2 separate regions of the Arachis hypogaea genome follow, and region 1 is linked to region 2. Evidence: chromatin contacts called from public Hi-C data. All regions are on one chromosome and are shown on one strand. Each heading gives the region's core, a stretch centred on a gene start, on an enhancer-like site or on the middle of the called end of the contact. The rest is flanking DNA. Distances are from core to core; before and after follow the strand shown. Region 1 holds the start of LOC112796651 (protein ROOT HAIR DEFECTIVE 3 homolog 2). Region 2 holds the start of LOC112796650 (LOB domain-containing protein 4).

Evidence for each region. A called contact is a pair of places that touch in the nucleus more often than the background predicts.
Region 1: a Hi-C map of an unstated tissue shows a contact between it and region 2, with 3 times the contacts expected there. The contact joins the promoter of LOC112796651 here to the promoter of LOC112796650 in region 2. A contact is called at or near these places in 5 of 8 Hi-C or Micro-C datasets (leaf and an unstated tissue).

Annotation. Positions count from the first base shown.
Region 1 is chr4:34,241,350-34,247,702 of arahy.Tifrunner.gnm2.J5K5, forward strand. LOC112796651 (protein ROOT HAIR DEFECTIVE 3 homolog 2) reads right to left here and starts at 4,325. Exons shown (of 22, transcript XM_025839210.3): 1 at 3,942-4,325; 2 at 3,791-3,857; 3 at 3,596-3,698; 4 at 3,371-3,441; 5 at 3,087-3,150; 6 at 2,943-3,008; 7 at 2,609-2,656; 8 at 2,438-2,500; 9 at 2,296-2,352; 10 at 1,925-2,083; 11 at 1,623-1,691; 12 at 1,453-1,544; 13 at 1,092-1,170; 14 at 557-722; 1 more. The coding sequence starts at 4,095. It overlaps LOC112794273 (polygalacturonase-like), which reads right to left. Exons shown (of 4, transcript XM_025836365.3): 4 at 6,144-6,353.
Region 2 is chr4:33,989,345-33,995,191 of arahy.Tifrunner.gnm2.J5K5, forward strand. It overlaps LOC112796650 (LOB domain-containing protein 4), which reads right to left and starts at 3,610. Exons shown (of 3, transcript XM_029297844.2): 1 at 3,286-3,610; 2 at 2,995-3,054; 3 at 1-267. The coding sequence starts at 3,462.

The DNA of each region.
Region 1 (6,353 bases), core at 3,075-5,574, 250 kb after region 2:
AAAGAGCTTAACCAGTTAAATCTCCATTATGGCAGCAATATGACCTCAAAATTATTCATTATTGCTGATAATTTTGCATTGCGCACAGACATAGCATGTGAATCAATATCGCGACGAAGTTTGTCTCGCACTCTGGAAGCATCCCAGCTAGCCTGTCTTACAGCAGCATCTGGGGATAAAAAAGCAATTATTAATATTAAAATCCAATCGTTAGGAGCGTGCATTTTAGTGATAGTATAAAAAAGTAGAAAAATAGAGAGCTAATATAAAGTAGAATCATATAAGAAATATTCATAAACACTAGAGAAAAGAAACAGAAAGCATATTCAGCAGTTAGGACTAATAAGATGGATCCAAAGACGTAGAAAAACTAAAACTCAATCTGTTAGAGCAAATATGAAATTAAAGAATTGCAGAAGTTACCAAGAGATTGTGTTTCAAATTTAAAGGATTGATTTTAAAATTATAAATCAATAAACTAAATATAAAAGTTAAAATTTTAAATACTATTCAAAATTTTTGGTGAATACAGTACTATGCATAAGAATTATGTTACCAGCAGATGCTTTGTCAAATTCAAGCATAGATGATCGAGTCCACATGCGAACAGCTGCAGCAAAACCTTTTCCACTGTTTAGTGATTGTTCCAAGTTAATCTTGAAACTATCTAGAGCTTTAGAACGTAGATGGCCCAACATTGTTGTATAAGCAGGGAACACAAACTGAAAAGACGACAATAAAAACAATATAAATCTTACCATACCACTCATGGAAGCTCAAAAACAGAAGTATATTTCCCACAAGGATAAGTTAAATAAATCCAATATCAGATCACTAACATCAAAGCATTTTGAAATTAACTATTCAAGATTTTAGGAGAGATGGTTTCACTATGACCAATCTGTAAGAGTTCATATTAATTGAAATGTTTAAGCTTGTAATACTGTAAGCAATGCATAAAATATGTTTATTGGAACATATAAATTATGGAATTGTAATCAGCACCGGGCTGCTGCAAAAGTCATCTTATTAGATCAAAACTGAATTAAATAATTAACTCAGAATAGGACTCTATGAACAAGAAGCCTCACATCAAGTGCCTTGGACTGCAAATGCTGCCGTTTTGCATTTCGCACACCTTCATCAAAGAACATTGCCTCTGCATCATATCTGTTGAGAACATGTTATCAGCAATATCTAGAAAGAAATATAAAAGTTTTAGAAGACGTAAAGTAATCCAAAACAATGATATGGAAACTTCTTCACTGACAAAATAGAGGATCTAATGACAAGTTGGACACATTACCAACTTCTAATTCACCAATATATTTTTTCTTGCTTTTACAGCAGATATATTTTTTGACTAAGGTACAACATAAAACAGCAAGTCAAGTAGTTATTCAACATAATTTTATCGACTAAATACTAAATTTCAACAGAACTGAATCTTACTGTGATAGATAGGCATCAATAATTGAGCTCAGCTTTTCCCCAAAACCACGTACTGGACCTTGTTGAACAGCTTTCTCCAATGCCAACCAAACCTAAGCCAATTCATTGCATGATATTAGTTTTCAAGAACTTCTTATGCAACTTACAGTAGAGGGGAAACGGATGAGCACCTTATCAGAGCAGAAGCGGCTAAACTTTTCATCAGCTATCTCTTCACAACGCACGGTGGCAACCATCACCTTTTAAATAAAATGGTAATATTTAAAACCAATGCACAATGACATGACACCCCAAAAATTAGATTCATAAGGAAGTAACCTTGTCTTGAATGCGAGAAAATAAAGAGGTATCCACCTTTAGATCAATAAATGTGCTGTAGTCGTTATCTGTTAAATAATCTAGCAAGGGATACCTCTCAAATTTGCAAAAAGCCCATTTTATAATAGTTTTTCCAAATAGGATCATAAAAAACCTTATGAGCTGGAAGATCAAGATCCTTATTCTCTCGTATGACTTTCCATATATTCTGTGCACTAATAGAAAATCCAGAAGCTGGCACAGCACCACGCCGATCGCCAGCAAGACCTCCAGGTGATATAGAATGAAAGAAACGCTTCCGCAATTGAGCAACCTGTACGACAAAGGAAAGAACTCGTGGAAGAAGTCCAAATAGATTTCGGAATTTCAATATTTGCATTGACAGTTATAGGCCGAACAATGTCAAGAAGAACCCTTGACAATGTTTTGAAAAAAGTATCAATAAGAAACCATTCCAGCACAAGGTAAATGCAGTATGCCTTTACAAGCTACTAGAACCCATGAACTGTCCCATAAAAAAGGTACCTCTGTTATAAATTTATCCTCCTTGTCCTCATAGCTTGACAAAGCAGTAACCTCCACCTTCATTTCAAATGATTTATCATACATATGACAAATTTCAACAGTTAAAGTGACACAAGAGCTGGGGAAAAGAGAGTCTTCTTACATTAAAGAATTCACTAAGAGGAGTATTTTTATGAGCTTGTGGTTTTGGTACTGCATCCCAAATCTGTGGAATTGATATTGATGTCACAAGATAAATTAAAATGCCGCTGAAGAAAAAGAAGAACCATAGGAAAGAAAAATCTCAGAAACTTGGAAGAAATAAAATTATCACCTTTTGGATATCATCTCTTAGAATAGGCTCCAGATGCTCAAATGGGGTCTGCACAGATTGCCAGAAAAATTATCAACATCAAATAAAACAAAGAACTACGGGTACATTCTCATGCATCAAGGACTATATATCTAATAAACCGTTCATGCAAGAGACCACTACTCTACCTTGTGAAAAATTCAACTTTATTTAGAAGAATGGGAAGCAATTAATGATCCTAAGACTAATTGATCATAAAGGCTTGATCCCTTGTCAAGGACAAATAACTGTTAGGTTAAGGCTCGTGAATGGTTTCATATATGTAGCATCGAGAAAGGAAAATAGTATTATATACCTTTGTTTTATCACGAATGACAAAAAGTAATGTCGTCTTGCGCGGGCTGAATAAACGCATCATGGCCTACAGATAAAAGAAAAGACTAAATTGTATAAAACTAAATATCAGCTAGAGGAGACTTCTTCATGGCTGCAAAGTTACCTGAAAAACTGTTTTCAAAAGTGGTATGTTCGCAGCATGTTCCCGGCCTATATCATGACACCACCTGTGAATAAAAAGGAGTCTTCAACATTGAACAATAATTCAAAATGAATTCAAGTTTGTCTAGCCTCCAAATTTCCCATATTATTCCATGAAGTAAAGTTTTTTTTTTTTCACATACTCTTGAATCCAACTACTACTACTTTTAAGTTTTAACTCAAAAGGAAATGAGGAAAACAGGATTTGCAAAGATTGCTGTATGTACATTTCATGATCAAACTTACATGTTTATCAAAACGACGTCAGATATTGCCAAAGCAAAAAGAGCACTCTGTTTCTCAAAAGCGGTATCATCCTGTATGTTAGGTTTAAAACCACAGAAACAGGAGTGATGGAGTTGTGGCATGCATGATGAGCTCCAATACAAACATGTAAAAACAATTATTCAAAATCTCAATGATATACTGTGGTGATTAATAGGAAGATTCTGTTAAGATAGAATAGATTACCTCACCCCTCTCTCTTCCATCAGTACCCTCTAAATCCATAGCAATTGTGAATGGTTCAATCCCAACACATTTGGCTATCCAAATCCCCTTGGTCGTTTGAAATCTACAACAATACACGCGATATTCAAATTCAATTAAGAAACGTTATTTGTACTCATGTCTCTATTCAATAGCTTTGAGAGATAAACAACTAACCTTCCCTTAAATGCATCCATCTCTCTGAAATTTGTGTGGAAAAGATGATTGAGTAAGGTGCTCTTTCCTGCTCATGAGTCGAACAACGAATTAATGAATGAATGATGAAAGTTGAGAAAATGTGTGAATGAAAGAAGAGAAAGTAGATTACCGCTACTTTGAGGACCCATGACAGAAACGACAGCATAAGAAAGGGCACAGTGAGAGAAGTTAGTGCTGGTGATGAAGCTATGGAGGCCATCAACGTTGAAGTTACCTTTCTCATCGATGAGTTGAGTGCACCAACAATCATCTTCTTCCTTCATAGTGCGCTATACCAAACAGTAATCAAAATCAAATTCCAACTTGAGAAGAAGAAGAAGAAGAAGAAGAAGGAATGGAAGCAAATAAAAATTCTTCATTCTTTCCTTCCCCCTCTCTGTCTTAAGCTTGACGTGCTTTCTTTTTCTCTTTAACTGCCACGTCTACATCTTCAAGCTTTCGCTATTGAGTATTGACTACTCTCTTTTTTCTTTTTTGTTTTTACTTCCATTTTAGGAAACATTCAATTCTATCCTATGTCCTATAGATAAAAAATTTTAAAGTAATTAAAATCAAAATTTAAAATGAGAAAATAGAAATAAAATTAAAATTAACATCAAATAATAATTAAATTGATTAATTATTAACAATTTTTAAAATTCAAAACAAATAAGAATTGCAGTTATGTATACGGTAAAAACGATTTCATGTGAATTTCTTCTTCTTCAATCTTTTCCCTTCTCACCGGTAAAAGTTCTGACAGCAACATTAGTCGCTGCTGCCAGAGTATCGAACCGTGCCGCTATGCGACCCACCAACGTACGAGCAACACCGTCGCACATTTTGCATTACTCACTAGAAGTATCTCAACGCGCCGGCCGTGCAGTCCCCTCCTGCAACTGGTGTGTTTCACCGTCACTCCATTTTCATCTGCCATAAACAAGGAATAGAAAAGGCTGGCAGTATCATAAGTGAATCACTTCTCATAACCATATTAATGGAGACCAATAATAATTAGGATTAGTAATAAAACATTTCACTTTCTTTGTACAACAGTTTTTACAGAACAAAATTCGAAAAATCTATTTGAGTAGCTATATTATTTATAAATTCTATAACTTTAAATCTTCTCTGGATTCCAGAAAAACTTAATCTTTTTCATAATTTTTAATAATTAAAATAATCATCTGACTACTTAATAAAATGAACATCTAATATTTATTAATTATATATGTTTAAACTAATCATGTTCGTAAGAATTACAATAACTATTTGTCAATTTATTGAACTGAAGATCTATTAATGAACACATGAGAGAAAAGTATGGGTGAAGAAGGCATGGATGCGACAGTGAAACTGCAGGGTGTCACATTGTTAAAATTTGAAATTTAAAATTAAGAGATTTAAAATTTAAAATTTGATAGTTATTTTATCATATATTTTGGGAGATTTGGTAGTAAATAGAAAATGATTAAAATTTAAAAGTGAGAATAACAGTTTTTTGTTATTAGAGTTTAGGAAAGATATATATATTTTTTAATCTATGGTAGGTCAATAAATTAATCCATTATACATATTATTCAAATTTTTCATTGTCTCTCTAGGAGAGTTTATAAACCGAAACGACATGAATCCGAAAATACATAGAAAAAATAAAAAATGGTTAACACTTAAACTGTGGTGGATGCTGTGTGCATTATATATTGAGTTAATACGGAAATATGTAACTAAATTAAAGTCAAAAAATATATTATACAAAATATAAACAAAGTATATAAGCTAAATTCAAATATTTCATATTAATATAATTAATTAATATTAATATAAATTAAAGCAACTTTTATGCAATTACTAGACTTTTTATTAAATACAGTATATTACTTAAAAGGAAAATGCGCCAAAAGTCTTTTTAAAATTTACCCTCTCGGTAAATTTATTAAACTATCTAATTATCCACAATTATAATTGAGTTTTTCGTTTTTTTGTGAGTATAGAATCCAATTGTTAATCAAATATAATTCGTGTGAGACTAGGTCAGAAAGTATTAATACGCTTGCCATGTATTTTAATTGTATATTGCGGTGATTGCATTTCTATCTTTCTGTACCGCTTCCCAGCAGTGTCTCTACTTAATTTGAGTAGAAACAAATTTAAACATGAAAATAAGAAGAAATTCCATATAATAATAATATGTATACTGTATACTCTGCTTTTTCATTGATAAAATTATGCAAATATACTTGGGAAGAAATATAATCATGCTACAATTAAGCATATGATGCATATCTCCTTTCTACGGCCCATATCAATTTGTATGACCAGGCTCCGTTTATCCCAATGGGCTTCATACAAACGCCACGGGCCCATACAATGAACCGGGTTTTTGTACTAGAAGATGATGGGTATACCCAGTAAATAAAAAAAATGTATTATAGTAGTGATAAACTTTAAACTTAATTATATGCCACTCTAATCCTTTGAGTTTATGACTATGAGGACAATTAAATCGATAATAATAAGAATCTTAATAAGAATTTTCTGT
Region 2 (5,847 bases), core at 2,360-4,859:
GTCAAAAATGGGCTTGGAGGATGGGGAGGCACTATTGGTTGGGCTATGGGGTTGGGTCCAGTAAGAGCAGGATGCAGTCTGGGTCTGGCGCACCCTGAGATGCACAGCCTCAGCCTGAGCCACAGCCAATTGGATTTGCAACGCATCAATTTGTTGTTGAAGAGAAGAGATGGCTCCCACACAGCCATAAACAGGGTCCCTCACTCTTGCATTTGCCTCATACACCATGCTGCTCACTGCATCTCCTCTCTGATGCTCTGGTAGCTCCTGCAAAAATCTTCTTATTATTAAATTTTCACGCATTAAACTTTGTATGTTGCCAAATGTTTGTGTTACTTCTTCTAAATTTCTTGAGAGATTTATAATTTATAATATTTTTTTTACACTTAAAAATAATTATTTGAAAAATGAACATTTGTACATAAGTGATATATTAAATCGAATATATTAGAATTAAAATTTAACAGGATTAATTCAATTCTAAAAGTTAGTTCAAGGAATGAGAAATGTCTCATGCTTAAAAATTATCTAAAAATTATAATCTTAAAAAATATAAGACTTATGATATAAAGCTAGCGCTTAAAAAATTTGAGTCAGTCAAGTCTAAATATATGATAACCTACATAAACAACGTGTTCTATATTAGAACAGCATAATAAAATTAAACTCCTTAACTACATTACATCAACTTAATGCGTGTTCACATATCTTTCGTTAACCAAAAGCTAAGGACTTTGACAAAGAAATAAGCAATTCATTTTTTTTGCTTCATTAGAAAAATGGGCACCAAGCAGACAGCTTCACGTGGCGCAGAAGCAGAATTTGTTAGCTTCAAACTTCCCTTTTTTTTTTAAGAAAAAATATAGACAATGAAAATATTAAACAATGTGAACAATAGATATACTTGATGTTCATTTCATTAGATGTATGGATAGTTATTCTAATATTAAAATTTAAATAGATAATTTAAAAATATAGTATATTTTGATTTGATTGATAATTATTCATATTCAAAAAAATTATTGATTACTTAACATAACTTTTTTTCAAATATTGTTAGAAAGTGAAGATATTGTTCTCAAAATCGCGTTGCTTGTTAACACTTGGTGATTGACATTGAATCTGGATGCCAAAATCACGTTAAGGGACTCTAATTGGGTCACCCCAACCGGCAACCATATGATAGGAAATTAAACAAACTTCAAATAAATTTTTGGAATACGAAGATGTTTGATAATAAAAAAAATAATAAAATATAATCAAAATTTATTTAATATAAAAATTAGATAAAATAAATTTTGACAATTTTTTTTGTATTTCTAATATTATTTTTTTAAATAAATGTCATTTTGATCATTTCTAACAATTCAAATAATTATTTAAGTGGCTCATATAAATAGTAAATTGTTATTGCGGTTTATGATCACTTAATCCAGTGACCATTTAAATTAATTACTTAAATAATCAAAAATCAATTAAAGGTTTTTAAATTAAAGAGAAGCGTGTTGTCGTTTGAACAAAAATAAACGATAAAAACTGAAAAGGACATTTACGCTAAATATTTCAAATATACAATAATTAAACAAAGATAAGCACAAACCTTGTCAAAGTATTGGTTCTCTCTCTTTTCTTTCTTTTTTTTTTTTAATTCTTTGTAATTATATATTTTATACGAACCACATGGCAGACCAAAAGATGTGGGACAAATAGATAAGGACGTACCTTGAGATTTCAATGCGCCGAACGCCTAATTTTCTTTGGCTTTTCTAATATTTCAAGTGCTACTAAAAAAGAAAAAAGTCATATATATGGTATGTGGTTTTGGCTAACTCCGAAATATTTTTTTACCATTAACTCAAAAAAGTCAAAATCCTAGCTAACGCTAAAGAAAAAATAATAATTAATATATTTTTTATATTTTCTTTCATATATTTTTATAATATAAAAAATAAATATTTTATTTTCTTTCAATTTTTTTATCAAAAGAAAAAAAATAAAAAAAAATATTCACAAATATAATATATAAAACATTATTAAAAAAGATAAAGACATGTTCTACTTTAGACTTTATTATCGTAAAATAAAATGGATGTTACTCAGAATAAATTTATATTCCATTTAATACTAACAAAGTAACAAACTTAAAACAAGTATGTAAAATAACATACACAAATATTTTTTTATTGAATCCACACGGTTAAAATATTTTTTTTAAAGATATTTTTAATAATTAAAATTTAATATATATAATCGATTAAATCATGTTATTTTTGTTAAAATTAGATTAGACAAATCAATTGACCGAAAAACTGACAAACCAAATTTTAAACCAATTTAAATTAATATTTTTTATAAAAACTGACTACAATACTTTTATTATAAAAATTAGCTAAAATATTCTTATATATATATTTTTTAAAAGTTCTAAATTCTACTAAATCCTAACCTATGACGACATAAAGAGAAGAAAATGATTAGAATTTAAAATTTTTTAAAAATATGTAATAAAAATATTTTAGTCATTTTTTATAATAAAAATATTTTAGTCATTTTTTTATAAAAATAAATTAATTTAGACCGATTCAAAATTTAATTTACTGATTTTTTTAGCTAAAACGATTTATCCCATCTATTTTTAATAAAAATAATCTAATTTAATCGATTATATGTATTAAATTTTAATTACTAAAAAATTTTTTTAAAAAAAATATTTTAAGCATCTTTATCTCACTTACTTCCTTTTTCATTTACCTGTCTTATTTGCTGTTCTTTATCCAAATAGGGTGAAGAAGTCTATTATTTTAAAAGCTTACTAACTTGTGTATTAAAAGTACATTTTAAGTATTACAAGAAAAATGCTTTATCAAAAAATATTAAAATATATATTTTTATTTTAATGTATTAAATATATTAAAAAAATTATATTATTACTCTTAAAATATATGAAAAAAGCATAAGTTAGTTAAATTCTGCGTTAGTCTATCTTCAACTTACATATAAGTCATTACTAGTGTTATAACGACGGATGCATATGAGTGATAATCTACCAATCCCCTGAATATATAAAACAAAATAAATACATAAAAATATTATTCAGTTCCTTTTTAAATTAAATTCTTTACAAATGCTATTGGCATATCATTTGTTGAAAAACTATATTATAATAAACACTAGTGAGTGATCCTACAACAATAATGTTCCTCAACAATAGTAAAAATTAAAAAAAAAAATCCATGGGGAAATAATTAATAATGGTTAAAGATGATGATGAATTGAAGAAGAAACCTGAAGCATCTTGTTGACATTGCTGGCACCAAAGACCTTATGCACATTTGCAAACTTGTGAGGCTCGTCGGCCGGGAAATACGGCGCAAAGACGCAATCCGCGGCGCACCTTCGGCGGAGAAGCTTGCATGCAGCACAAGGTGAGGCTGAACCCTGCTTCCTACCACCCTCTTTCATATCGAAACTATAAATGAAATAAGTTAATGAAGAAAAAGAAAAAGAAATAATGTATTGGGAGTCAAGAAAAGAAGGAGAATGAGAAAGAGACACAAATAAGAGAGGGCGTGTGGTAGTTGTAGGGACTAGTAGGGGTGAAGAATGCCCTTTCATTATATAACCAAAAGAAAGGCCAAAAGCTATAACTACATTACTACATCGACATTTATGTGGGTCCAATCATGTATTCATGTTTCCTTCTTTTATTTTTTAATTATTTTTTTTTTTTACATTCGACCGGTATTCTAAGATTGTTGGACTAATCTCTCAGGATTTGGATCTCCTAAAGTTTAAATTTTATTTTAGAGAATAAAGTGTAATTTTTTATCCTTAAATAATTTCTATTTCATATTTATTATTAGTCCCATCTATGAAATAAATGATGAAAAATCACACTTTACTCTTTAAAGTGAAATTCAAACTTTAAAGGATCCAAAATCTAATCTCTCTGGTTCCTTGATATATATATAATAACCTAAAGAAATTTTATAACTAACATATTATTTAAACTCTTAAATATTTTTTTACAATATTTTTTTCATTTGACAAATTAAAAATTAATTCGTTATAAATTATAATTACATTTAAGAATTTGTTATTAATCAATAATTTATTATATGTATAAGATGAAATTTAAATTAACGACATTTATTTAAGTAGACTAATAAGCTAATTACTAGACTAATCCAAATAATTTTTACCTTTTTTTTGTCAGATAGATTTAGCAGCCTCCAACTCTAGACATGACAATACAACACTACAATTCACTCACATTACACGTTCACACATACAGAGACACAGAGACTAAGATAGAAATATAGAGACACAAAATCATATTTAACATATAAAACACAGTGTATTTTATGAATTTTTAACGAGAAGAACATAAAGATACTAATAAAAAATACAATTTATTTTTTATTTTTTTATTATTCATATCAAAATTTTATAATTATATTTTTTATTATTATATTTTTCTTCTCAAATTTTTATATAAAAAAGGAGAGTAAATTAGACTTTTTATGTGTTCATAACACGCACGCAACAGAATAAAAGAAAGTAATTCTAAAAATCTATTTTGTACTTAAATTTTATTCTAATATGTTAGATATAAATACCCGAGTATGCTAGTAAAAACAAATTTTCTCTTTCGATGGTACAGAAAGCGCTATGCGTATCCACACCGAGACTAATATTTAGTGTCAACTCATTGACCAATTGATATCTGATCTGAATTGAAAAACCTCTTGCAAATCGTTACAAATCAACAAAATATTCTCCAAGAATTAGACTCACATATCTTTATGTATGTATAGATAAAGGAATAAAAATTCTTGTGTATTAGTGTATTTCTTCAACTCTTGTCTTACATATATATAGTATGAGATTTGTTATTGATTGTAAAACTGAATCATATCTTGTCTTATTTCAATTTGAAATCTTACGAATCATATCATATCACAATTCCATTTGAAACAAAATCTGTTAGGATCTCATCCAAATTTAAAATTTAAATCTAAAAACAGAATAACTAATTATTCCTGATTTTCATTTAATATTCTCAATTATCATATTATTATTATACAGTCCTGCTACACATACAAGCTTTTTTAGCAAATAAGTTCAAACAGGTTAACCCCAACTCAATCAAATCCACTCACATAACACGAGCGGAAAATTACGTCGTTCCTCTTTCGACGTTTGTATCCCGCATTTCTCCTCCTCCTCCTCCTCTTCCTCTTCCTCCTCCTCCTTTGTGTTCCTCCTTTTTTTCGCGTTCCTTTTTCTTTTTCTTCACTTGTTTCACCTCTTCGTCGTTCTTTTTATTACTACTGTTGTTGTTGCATTTTTTTGTCCTTCTTTTTCTATTGATTTTGCAACATTATGTATTTTAGAAGAAGAAGAAGAGCTTTGAATTATGCAAAACTTATCAGTACAAATATACTAAAAATTCTTAACAATACACATAAATGTCTTAATTTTACACCAAAATTTACTATAAATACACAAAAATATTTTTTAATGCTGTATTTTTTTCTTTTTTTTCTTATTTTTTCTTTCTTTTTTTTAAATGAATATAGGTTTATTCTCTTCCAAGTAATTTTGTAGCATTATGTATTTTTTCTTCTTCTTTATTTGATTTTTTTTGTTTTTATTCTTGTTAAGAAAGTAAAACAAGAATAAACTTGAGAAGATAAAATAAGAAGAAAAAATGAATAAGAAAAAAATAAAATAATGATGATGATGATGAAAAAGAAGAAGAAGCAGCAGAAGATCCGATGAGGAAGAGAAAGAAGTTTGAATTATGCAGAATTTATCAGTACAAATACACCGAAAATGTTTAAC